2 separate regions of the Mus musculus genome follow, and region 1 is linked to region 2. Evidence: chromatin contacts called from public Hi-C data. All regions are on one chromosome and are shown on one strand. Each heading gives the region's core, a stretch centred on a gene start, on an enhancer-like site or on the middle of the called end of the contact. The rest is flanking DNA. Distances are from core to core; before and after follow the strand shown.

Region 1 (5,691 bases), core at 2,247-4,746, 600 kb after region 2:
GTGTGTGTGTGTGTGTGTGTGTGTGTGTGTGTGTGTGTGTGTGCATGTGCGTGTGTGTATTGTGTGGAAGGACAAAGGTCAACACCAGGAGTCTTCCTGAATGGCTCTTCATGTATTTTCTGAGACAGGATCCCTTACTGAAATTGGAAATCCCTCCCTGAATTTGGCTAAACTGGCTGGCCCATGAGCCCTAAGGATCCCCAGTGCTGGGATCAAAAGTGTACATCATCACCCCAGGCTTCTCAGTGCATGGTTTCTAGGGACTGACTGGTACTTGCACTGCAGGCATTTTATCCACTAAGTCATATATATTCTAGCCCCAGTGCTACTCCTCTGTTATTGCTACGCTTACTGATCCACAGTGTAATTGTCAGGGTAGACAGGGGATGGCGAGGTGCTCATGTGGAGGTCAGAGAACAACTTGCGGGAGTTGGTTCTCTCCTTCCACCTGTAGGTTCTGGAGGTTGAATAGATAGGCTTGTAGAAAGTGCCTTTCCCTTCTGTGTCATCTCACTATGCCCCCAGTGCTCATTCCTAACAAGACCTGTAACCCAGGATATACCCTCTGTCATAGACACACACTGACAATCTGAAAGCCGTTCACTGCACACATTCAAGTGGGTGCCCCATTTCTAGACTACTCACAATGTAACAACGCTGTGAATTAAAATTTATAGTAATCTTACAATTCTCTCATTAATAGTATATTTAAAACATTATATTCTGTCTTGTTAAATGTGACTATTTAAAGTATTTCACACTTTTCATTGCCCTGTGCTACACTTTCTTGACAGAGACCGGCTTTGGCTCCAGAGGGTACACTGAAGCAGGCAGCTGTTGGGGCTCAGTGCTTAGAGCTGCCGATGAGGGTGAATTCAGATACCTACAGGGGCTGCTGCCAAAGGCAGCTGGCGATTAGAGACGTTACCCAGCCGGGTTTCTCTGAGGGAACAGAGATTAATTTACTGGGGCTGGCACTCCTGTGGCCAGCATAAAAATTATGAACTCTTTTAACCCCTTGGGGCCAGAGAGAAAGAGAAGGAAAGAGAAAATTCACACCTGCACACACACATAAACACACACACACCTGCTGAGTGGATGAAACAAAAGCAGAGTTCAATAACTTCATACACACAAATATACATGCATGTCACACACACACACACACACACACACACACACACACGTATACAGACCTACAGATGGACATGTACACATTTTCACATAGAATGGTTAGAGCAATCAGGTTCCAAGCATTTTACACATGCATACATAAATACATACATACACACATACATACATACACATACACCATTGGTGTGTGGAGCAAGCTCCAATACACACTCAGACAAGCTTTACATGTATACATACGTACACACACCTGATGGATGGAAGGAACAGTGTTCCAACCCAGAAGACACACAAGCCTTATACATACACATAGTCAATGTATGCCCCACCCCTCATTCACACAAACCTTACACATGTACATACACACACACACACACACACACACACACACACACAGAGTTGATAGGTGGAAGGAACAGACACACAAACCTTACACATGTACATACATACATATACACACACACACACAGAGTTGATAGGTGGAAGGAACAGACACACAAACCTTACACATGTACATACACACACACACACACACACACACACACAGAGTTGATAGGTGGAAGGAACAGACACACAAGACACACAAACCTTACACATGTACTTACATACACACACACACACACACACACACACAGAGTTGATAGGTGGAAGGAACAGACACACAAACCTTACACATACACACATAGTTGGTGGATGGGTGAAACGGCTACACTATCCATTATTCTTTCTTATATATCCCAGCAAACTCTTTTAAGCAATATACAATTACAATGTGATTATGTTTTAGTTTTCTTCTAGTGAATGATTATGAAAAACCAGTGTGTTCCCCAATACCTTTACAGGAAATAACATTACATTGTACATGTAAAGAAAACAAATTATTTTCCAAACCCACAAACATTCCTAACCAAGTAACTTGTTTTAGATTAACAACATGTAAGCAAGCAAGGCAGTTTTCTCTGCCAGTTTCTCTTACTGGCAGGCAGCAATTTGCAGTTAAAAAGAAAAGAGTAATTATCATATTTATCTTTAAAAGTAATCTTGTAAGAATCATAAAAGAGCCAGAAATCTATGTTTTTATATAAAAATCAGTCATATCTACCTTAAATCTTCAGAATGCATATCTACTCATCAGCAACTCTTAATAAATCCTATCAGGAAGCTTGGGGCAAAAAAACTGGGTTTAAGAAATCCATCATCACCAGTCCAGCCTCAGTGCAAGTCATGTCGGCCAGCACTGCCATTGTTTTTGTTCCTGACCATAAAGGGTCCCTAGCTTAACTTAATGAGCATGTGCCTTTCTGAACTTCATATTGTTCCCTAAGAGTTGAGCCAGTAGTAAAAACATCTCAACCTAGCTTCACTAACAACTTTATCTTTCCAAATGTTTTCTAAGGGTGGTGGTGGTCACTGCTGACAATCTACATGTCAAAGTTCTTCTCCAGGCCGTGATAGAACCATAACCTGCTCCAGCAGCAATGCCAGAGAGAGATCAGGCATTAGCACTGTGAGTGCCAGAGGTACTGCCCAGCGAGGGACTGGAAGCCCCTTTGAATTTTCATATAATTCTTAGATTAAGAGGGATGTGAGGGCAGCAAACAGCAGAACTCCACAACAGCATGGCGTCCTCAAGGTACATGGTATTTGGGCTTTACCACACTGAGACCCACCCGTGAGGCTGTGGTAGCCTGTGGTTTGCATTCCCTGAGTTCTAAAGCCATCTGTCGTTCCTCCTGCATGGCTCTCGGTATTTTCTTCCATAAAAGGAATGGAAGTGAGACATATCGCTCCCAGCCTTTATGAGATCTTGGTGTGTCACCCCAGTGGCCACTGCATTCTCAGGCTATGTGTCTGTTTAACTGACATGATTGCTTCATCACTAGGATCTCAGAGTATCCTTAGCAGCATCAGTTAGGCGCTTGCTATAGGACTGTCGCTGCTCTCTGCCCTTCCTGTGGACAGTGGAGGCTTCTGCTTTTCTTTCAAGGATGAGAGCACACATATATCAGTGCATACACATAAAATAGGAGCCTCCATCTAATACCCTCAGGGCATGACCACACAAATCTATCCCACCCCATAGAAAATGGTCCATGAAGTTAAAAAGATTTCGCCAAGCTCATTTCTCAGCTGATCTCTGCTTTTCCTAGAAAGAAATTAAGAGTATGTTAATGACCCACGTTTAGCCTTTCATTCATTTAGTCAGTAAAACTAAATAAAGTATTGGTAAATCTTAATTAAATAAAGACATTTTGGACCTTGAATTAATGTGTTGCCATTAGAAATCCTGCCAGGTGATGATAGCTGATCTGCATGTCGCTTTACCACCATCTGCTGTTCACCATGACTACCTTTAAAACAGGACTTGCATTCTTATTTCTCTGACTCCATCTTCAGCAACACTGTGTGTGTCTGGGGTCTGATCTCACCACGATGTCCAGCACTGTCAGGAACCCGCGGCAAAGCTCCTCAGTTTACCAGTGTTCACAGGCCTGGGTTGGAGGGCCAGCTATCAGGTCAAATGCGTCTGGGAATTGCTGTGGGTTCCATGGAGGTCTTTGAGCCACGCCTTGCCTCAGTAGATCTAAGTTTCTGAGGAGCCCCTCAGAGAGGGGTCTGCTTTACCTTTATAGAACCCAGGGTCTTACAGCTGTGTTTCCCTGTGGAACTGTTTTTAAAATAGGAAATCTACCAGTGTTTCCCAAACAACAGTGTTTGGCGCTCTGGAGACGAAGGTCACAAGACAGACACCGAGATGGTTCTGAAAACTTACTGCTCTAAACGTCACAGTGGAACAAATGTCTGCAAGTTTTATGTGGTCTCTGCTTATACATAATGTGCCACCAGATTTGTGCCTTTTCTTATATAACCAGACAAGCAGAGGACAGCAAAACAGCTGTTGTCACCCTCACTTCAAAGAGGAGTCATTTCAGAGACTAAAAATTGATCCTGTCACCAGGCCCAGTAGCAGTCCCTAGCAGGGCTCTTCAGCTAGCACCCCTAACAGCTGAGGATTAGCTCATCCCCCCGGAATAGCACTGACAGGGCACGTCCCCAAAATCTCATATTTTACCTTAAAATCTCATGCAAGAAACTGACATATTTATGAAATGACAGATGTTCAGGCTTACTCATTGTGGCAGTATTTGCAATAACCAAAGATTTAAAACAGTCCAAAACGAACAGCAATAGGAATCTTCAATCTTCAATCTTACCATGGAACATACTACTTAACATATCTACTTTAAAAAGAAGAATGGGAGAATGGGGTGTTCCCCATGTACAACATGGACAGACGTCCTAGATGTTTTGACATATGAAAAGAACCAAATACAAATATGCAATATGCTAGAAATTATCATAAGGGAGAAATGGAAAATAAGACCCCGTATTCTGAAGCTGTTCATGCATATATGAATCAGTTCTGGGAGCATCCATATTCATAAATTCCTTTTTTCTTTTTAGATTTGGTTTGAGTCTTGTTTTGTTTTGAGACAGGCCAATCAGGCTGACCTGCAATCTACCTGCTCCAACCTCCAAAACACTACAGTTAGAAGTGTGCACTGTGTGTGTGTTTGTGTGTGTGTGTGAATTGTGTATTGTGTGTGTTTGCATGTGGAATAGACAGACAGACACACAGAGACACTGAAAGAGACAGAGACAGATGGATAAGCAGAGACAGAAAGATAGACAGACAGAGACAGAAACGGAGAAGGGGGAGGACCGACCTAGGGCGTCAGCATGAGATCTGGTCTAGCCCCAGCCCTATGAGCCAGGCTTGCTGAGATGCTTCCAGTGGAGTTACAGACTCTCCTGAATCTGGGCCTCCAAACTCTGGCCCTCTTACTTACTTGCTTCAAGCACGTATCCACTGAGCCATCTCTCCATTCTCTCGCTCAGGAAACTCCCAATAGCAGCTCTGTGGTGGCGGGAATGTGTGCAAATTTGAGAAATGGAGGATGGGAATGAGGTGAGGGGTTTTGTTTTGTTTTGTTTTGTTTTGTTTTGTTGTTGTTGTTGTTTTTACAATCTACTTTTTATATGAACCATGAAGCTGTATAACCTATTAAAAATTAAATTTAAAAAACACACAAACTTTTACTCTGCTTCATGGCATATTCACATTTGCCTTAAAATAAACCTATGCTCTTTTAAATAGTATATCATTAACCTCATAAGGCCTGCATTCTGGAACACTGTATATGGTCTGGTGTGGAAGATACGCACTCAGAGCACTTTAAAGTAGGCCAGCACTCTCTAACACACTAGCTGTGAATACCTGCTTAAGGACTGCACAAGACTGGCTTAGGAAACATACTGTCACAGAGTATGGACGGGCTCACTAGGTACCCCCAGATCTATATACAGTTATCAGTCACTATAGGACAGAGAAGCACTTTCTTCAGTGGGGTGGTCACTGCTGAGCTAGTCACTGTGCTCTTAAAATAATCTCTTAGAAAGATGCTTATAAGAACTCTAATCAAATTGATTGGGTCATTAAAAAGAACAAAAGATATGAACACAGAAGGGGGATTGGAAAAGGTGGAAGACAGCGGGACT
Region 2 (5,348 bases), core at 58-2,557:
CTGATGGATTATTTTGACTCTAGGCAAAGAGGCATGATGTGACTAGTTGGAGCTTGCCCAGTAGGCTCATCAGGCTGGCCAGTGAGCCTCAGGGCTTTGCCTGACTCTATTTCCTCGGGTCTGGGATTACAATGCATGTCTAAGGACTGAACTCAGGTCCTCAGATCTGAAAGGTGCATGTTTTATTGATTGCACCACTTCCCCGGCCCTCAAGGTTATTTTAAAGAATGGAAAACATTATGCTCTCCACTATAAATGGCTTTTTCTGGACACTAGAATCTCTATTAGTCAAAAATGTTTGTAATGATTACATTTTCTAAGGAAAGAAAGCAAACACTGTCTACATAGTATAAAATGGATATAGAGATTCAGCATTCAAACCCACTTCTACTTCACCTTCCAAGGACTCATGGACCAGCTGCTGAGGAAGCTGGTAGCTTGAAGCTCCTTCAGCGATTGCCTCCAATATTCCCCCTTCACCCAACACCCAGTCCTCCATGGAGAGGCCAACCTACCAAGTGACAGATTGTGGTGTGGGAAATACTCGTGGCATTCTTTTCCATGCTTGATTAGCTTTATCGGGTACATTAGCTCCAGAGATCCCCAAGAGACCATCCCTGGTTGTGAAGGGGACTTTGTCTTGGAACAACCTCTTCCTTCTACCTTGTCTTTCTTCCTCCTTTGCTTTCATTTTTCAAGCTGTTGGCATTAAAGACATCTTAAACTCAGAATATGATTTCAGAGGAACACAGCCAACCACACTATATTTGACTTTATACCTTTGACATGTTTAAGAATATTGCAAGTCACCTGCCCACCCCACCACCGTTTTTGACACGTAGGAGAATTGAAGCTCCGAGAGGGAAGGAAATTGCCTGTGTGAAAACACTTAAGTGACAGATCTGGGATTAAAATCTAGTTCAGATGGACTGCAAAGATTCAATCTCCTGGGAAATTATTAATACATCTCCTTCTGGCTTGAGCAATGATCTCACCCAGAGCAAGCAGCTGGGCTCTGTGCTCTGGACCAGGTCAGAGTCACAGGGTCCACATCGCCATTTTGGTGAGTTCAGATGGGATTGCTATTCCCTTGTTTTTATTTCTGGGTGCCCATCTCTACTTGTTGAGGCACTGCCTATTGTCTAAACCTAAAAATAGAAAGCGTCCGCTTTTACACATTTTCAAAAATTTCAATGTAATTATTTTAAAATAGGCTCCGAAATTTTGTTTTCTCTCTATTGGCAACCACGGTTGCCATGGAGTTCAAGTAATAGATTGTGATGTTTAACACTGAATTAATTACTACTTCTCACTCCTAGGGAACATCTAATTATACATATTCATGCCGGGCAGGATTTGATTTTTAAGGAGAGGAGAGAGAGAGAGAGAGAGAGAGAGAGAGAGAGAGAGAGAGAGAGAGAGAGAGAGAGAGAGAGAGAGAGAGCTTTTACTATATGAGACATGCAGGGAAGGGAGAGTGTGGCCTTTAGAAGTACTTCTCTTTGTCCTTCTGTCTTTTCACTGTTTTTCTGCTAGATCTACACATGTGCAGCCCCACTGTCTTTTATCAAGCATGTCCTCCCCCCATCTGACAGCGATCCTCTTCTGTTACTTTTTTTTAACACTGGAAGGAAATTAAGTACAGCTATATCTCCTACATGTCCTTCCTCAGCCCTGACCTGGGGTCACCATGTATCACTAGGTTGTAAAGTATTCCTAGAAAAATCATCCACCTTGTAGAATCAATCAAATTGGAATAATGTTATCTATGAGTAGAGTTGATTCAAAGATTACATTAGGTGTCTGTGTGTGGCATGATGGGGGGTTGTTGCATGCACTGAAGTGTTTAGATGTGTATATCCACACACACACCCCTCCAGTCCTCCACACACATGCAAAGGTCAGAGCAGGATGCCGGGTGTCTTCCTTTATCATTCTCTGACTCATTACCTTGAGACAGAATCTCTTGCTGGAAGAGAAGCATGCTCCTTTGGCTAAGCTGGATGATCAGCAAGTACTCTGAATCTGCCTACCTCAAACTCCCACTGCTTGGGTATAGGGACGTGTAGCATGCCTGGCTTTTTGTATTGGTACTGGGGATTTGGGCACATGTCTTCATGTTTACAGAGCAAGCACTTTTACACACTGAATCATCTCCTCGGCCCCACATCAGGTTTTAAGTAAACTTGGTGGGCATTGTGCTTTTTCTCTCATATATTAAAGTAGAAGATGGGGGCCTTATCAAAATACAAATTCTAACTCAATAAGGTAGGGACACACACCCCCTCCCAAAGTTATGAGTTCCTGACAACCTCCCATCTCAAAGCAATACTGAGAATAATGAGAATTTAGATAATACTTGTGTGAATGTGCACGTGCATGCCTGTGTGTGTATCTGTGTCTGTGTTTGTGTGTGTACATGTGTGTAAAATGCATGTGAAGCTGTTGGTATCAGTCCTTAACTAGCCCTCACAGTATACCCTGTGGACAGAGGGCACAGAACTTCACCATTAGCCAAATACAGAAACTGAGGCACAGTGGAGCAATCCTATGACAGCAAAATGAATCCACTGGGCGTCTGGGCTGCTTATTGTAGCCTCCCCCCGTGAAGCTTCTATTTTTCTCCTGTGTGGGCTGTTACAATCCCTGCTGTTACTAATGGGAGTTACCCAAGCGTGTGTTGGGAAAGAACCGAGATCCTGTAGTGTTTTTATATACTCAACTAATAAAGCAATTTCATGTTTTGCTGAAAAGAAACTATTTCTTGACACGGACAGTATGACATGGAAAATTTTGTGCTTTTTGATTCACTTAGCAGATGACTATTTCTTAAACATTGAATCTGGGGGGGGGGTGTTCATTTGAAAAGAAAGCTGTAGCTCAGTCACTTAGGAGACCTGAGTGGTTAGAATTGTATAAAACGACACAGTGCGTTTAAGATCAGGAAGTAGCCCCGGCTAGAAAGAGCCAGGATTCTTACAAAACAGAAGTCGACAACATTTCAGATGTGGGTAGGCGGTGTTTGTTTTATTTATACTCTTTTCATTTAGAGGTGGTGGGAAAATGCTTTTTATTTGATGAGGGATGCTTCTGTATCCCTCGTGGGTTAAGAAGAGTGCTTCTCTCCACTGACTTCTACCGCAAAACATCAGCAACACTATTTCCCAATTTCCTAGCCTCCTGGCTTCTTTCCTGAAACTTCTGGGTTCTTCTGGCTTGATTCCTTTTCTGTTGGTCTTTGGTACCCACCCCCCCCACCACCACCACCATTTCCTTAGTTGTTGAGACTCTGGCTCTGGGCTCTGTCACTTGCATACCTTCTGTGACAAGCTAGAAAAGCAATGTTAGCTCAGCCTTCCAAATTGTGCCTTGGCTCAAAACAGCCCAGCTCTCCCAAAGCCCTTCTGCCACCCCTCCTGCTGTACTGATGGCATATACATCATTAAGTGCATCAATATTGCTGTGGCTTCCCTTTGACTAGATAGCTATGCGTTCTCTCTGTTAAAGAGTATAGTGGGCTACCCTCAAGGGATGAGCTTGAACAATAGTCAAAGAACCCTTTAAAGAGCCCAGTACTCTTGCATCATGGAGGTAGACAAGGGCCAGGGAAGCCATTGTGCTGATTTACATTTTTGTCAGGTTTTGTACTATTTCTAAAGCCTCTGGAACAGACAGCTTTTCTAAGGAGTGCTGTGTGCTCAGGTGATTGACACATCCATTTGGGGTTGACTTTTCAGGAGAGAGCAATGTTTTTGTTCTTTCTCTTAAAGTGAAAGTGAACAGGAACCCCATAAGGTTTAGGACTCTTAGAGCCAGATATAGATGGTTATCAAATAATAACCTGCCTGAAAGTTCAAGATGGCCTCCAAGGCTAGAGATGTGACTCGAGTCCTATTCATCTACCAGTAAAACCCTGAGTTCTAGACTTTGTTTTTACAGGGCTATGCCAAACAAGACAGGGGCTGAGCCATTGAGCCTGAGAGCATCTTGCTCTGAAGTGAGTTGACTCTTGCTTCACTCCTACATTGATACAGGAGTTAGAATCTGATAATTCTGAAAACACACAGCTTTCATAATAAAGAAAAAGAACATACTTTCTCCTTAAGAAATATTCTAGGAAAAAGTAAACAAGACCACTTCTCATGTTAATAACTTTTAGAAAACAAAAATAAAGTGTCCCAGAAGTACAGAGTCCCCAATGAAGGAGCTGGAGAAAGGACCCAGGGAGCTGAAGGGGTTTGCAGCCCTCTAGGAGGAACAATAATATGAACTAGCCAGTACCCTCCAGAGCTCCTGGGACTAAACCACCAACCAAAGAAAATACATGGTAGGACTCATAGCTCTATCTGCTTATGTAACAGATGTTCACCTAGGTGGTCATCAATGGGAGGAGAGGCCCTTGGTCCTGTGAAGGTTCTATGCCCCAGTGTAGGGGAATGCCAGGGCCAGGAAGAGGGAGTGGGTGGGTTGGGGAACAGGGGGAGGGGAGGAGGAGATAGGGGATTTTCGGAGGGAAAACTAGGAAAGGGGATAACGTTTGAACTGTAAATAAAGAAAATATCTAATACATACATACATAAATACATAAATATATAAATACATAAAATAATTATTTAGTTTATATTTTAAAAAATGTTCCAGAGGCTCTTCATCTCCAAGCCTGAATGTCTCTCTGAATTAACTTCCTGCGGGTTCTTATTCTCTAGCTCCCCACCCCCCCCAATATTCTCAAGTATATATTTACCCAGAATGTCCTTCTGTCTTTGACTTTACTTAAAATGCTGTCTGTTTGTCCAGTTTCAGGATCCCATGGCCTCCTCCTTAGCTCTCTCCGGTGGGCCGCCTAAAGATACTTTCTGATTTTCATGTTGAATAATTCTTCCTTCTGATCTTTCTATCTCTTGGCTATTTTTAGATTGCAAGTGTGTCCACCTCCACCACCCACTGTGGCTCCCTACTGGGCCTGCTCAGACAAACCATGCATATTTAATTTTTCTAATCTTCCCTTATCTGACAGACCTACCAGTTTCTTCAAATTGTGTTGCCATTCTGTAGACCTCCTCTTGATTGTTGATGCCCTGTGCTCCTGCAGATAGAATTTCTGAGATGCCATCTGAAGGCAGTGCCTGAATCTCTATATTTCATGCCTCAATTAAAGACAAGCAGAGCAGAAAGAAGGAAGGACTCCTATGGTAGTCAGCAGTGGTTTTTGCTATTCGTTTCCAGTTCTGTCTTCTGGACACCGATTCCATTTCCCAGGCCGTTATAATTGGTGGGGCTTCCATTGTGACTAATTCCAGCAAGCAAACGATGACTAATGGGTCACTTCAAAGCAGTGAAAGACTCTA

The links. A called contact is a pair of places that touch in the nucleus more often than the background predicts.
Region 1: a contact with region 2 is called in a Hi-C map of cortical neurons, with 2.4 times the contacts expected there. The contact joins two enhancer-like sites. A contact is called at or near these places in 8 of 39 promoter capture datasets (the C10 cell line, cranial neural crest, embryonic stem cells and 4 more), 2 of 484 Hi-C or Micro-C datasets (cerebral cortex and cortical neurons), 2 of 115 datasets of contacts at active chromatin or transcription factors (embryonic forebrain and large pre-B cells) and 3 of 9 other capture datasets (embryonic stem cells, liver and pancreatic islet).

The regions. Positions count from the first base shown.
Region 1 is chr9:105,373,700-105,379,390 of GRCm38.p6, forward strand. The region is part of intron 2 of Nek11 (NIMA (never in mitosis gene a)-related expressed kinase 11); the gene reads right to left. Among named protein-coding and RNA genes, the nearest start is that of Nek11, 19 kb to the right of the region's middle. Within about 2 kb of position 3,497, at least 21 of the 459 cell types and tissues checked have an H3K27ac peak or open chromatin away from gene starts, as enhancers often do. A contact at or near this core is called in cortical neurons, where this site is marked.
Region 2 is chr9:104,775,349-104,780,696 of GRCm38.p6, forward strand. The region is part of intron 2 of Cpne4 (copine IV); the gene reads left to right. Among named protein-coding and RNA genes, the nearest start is that of Cpne4, 210 kb to the left of the region's middle. Within about 2 kb of position 1,308, at least 12 of the 459 cell types and tissues checked have an H3K27ac peak or open chromatin away from gene starts, as enhancers often do. A contact at or near this core is called in cortical neurons, where this site is marked.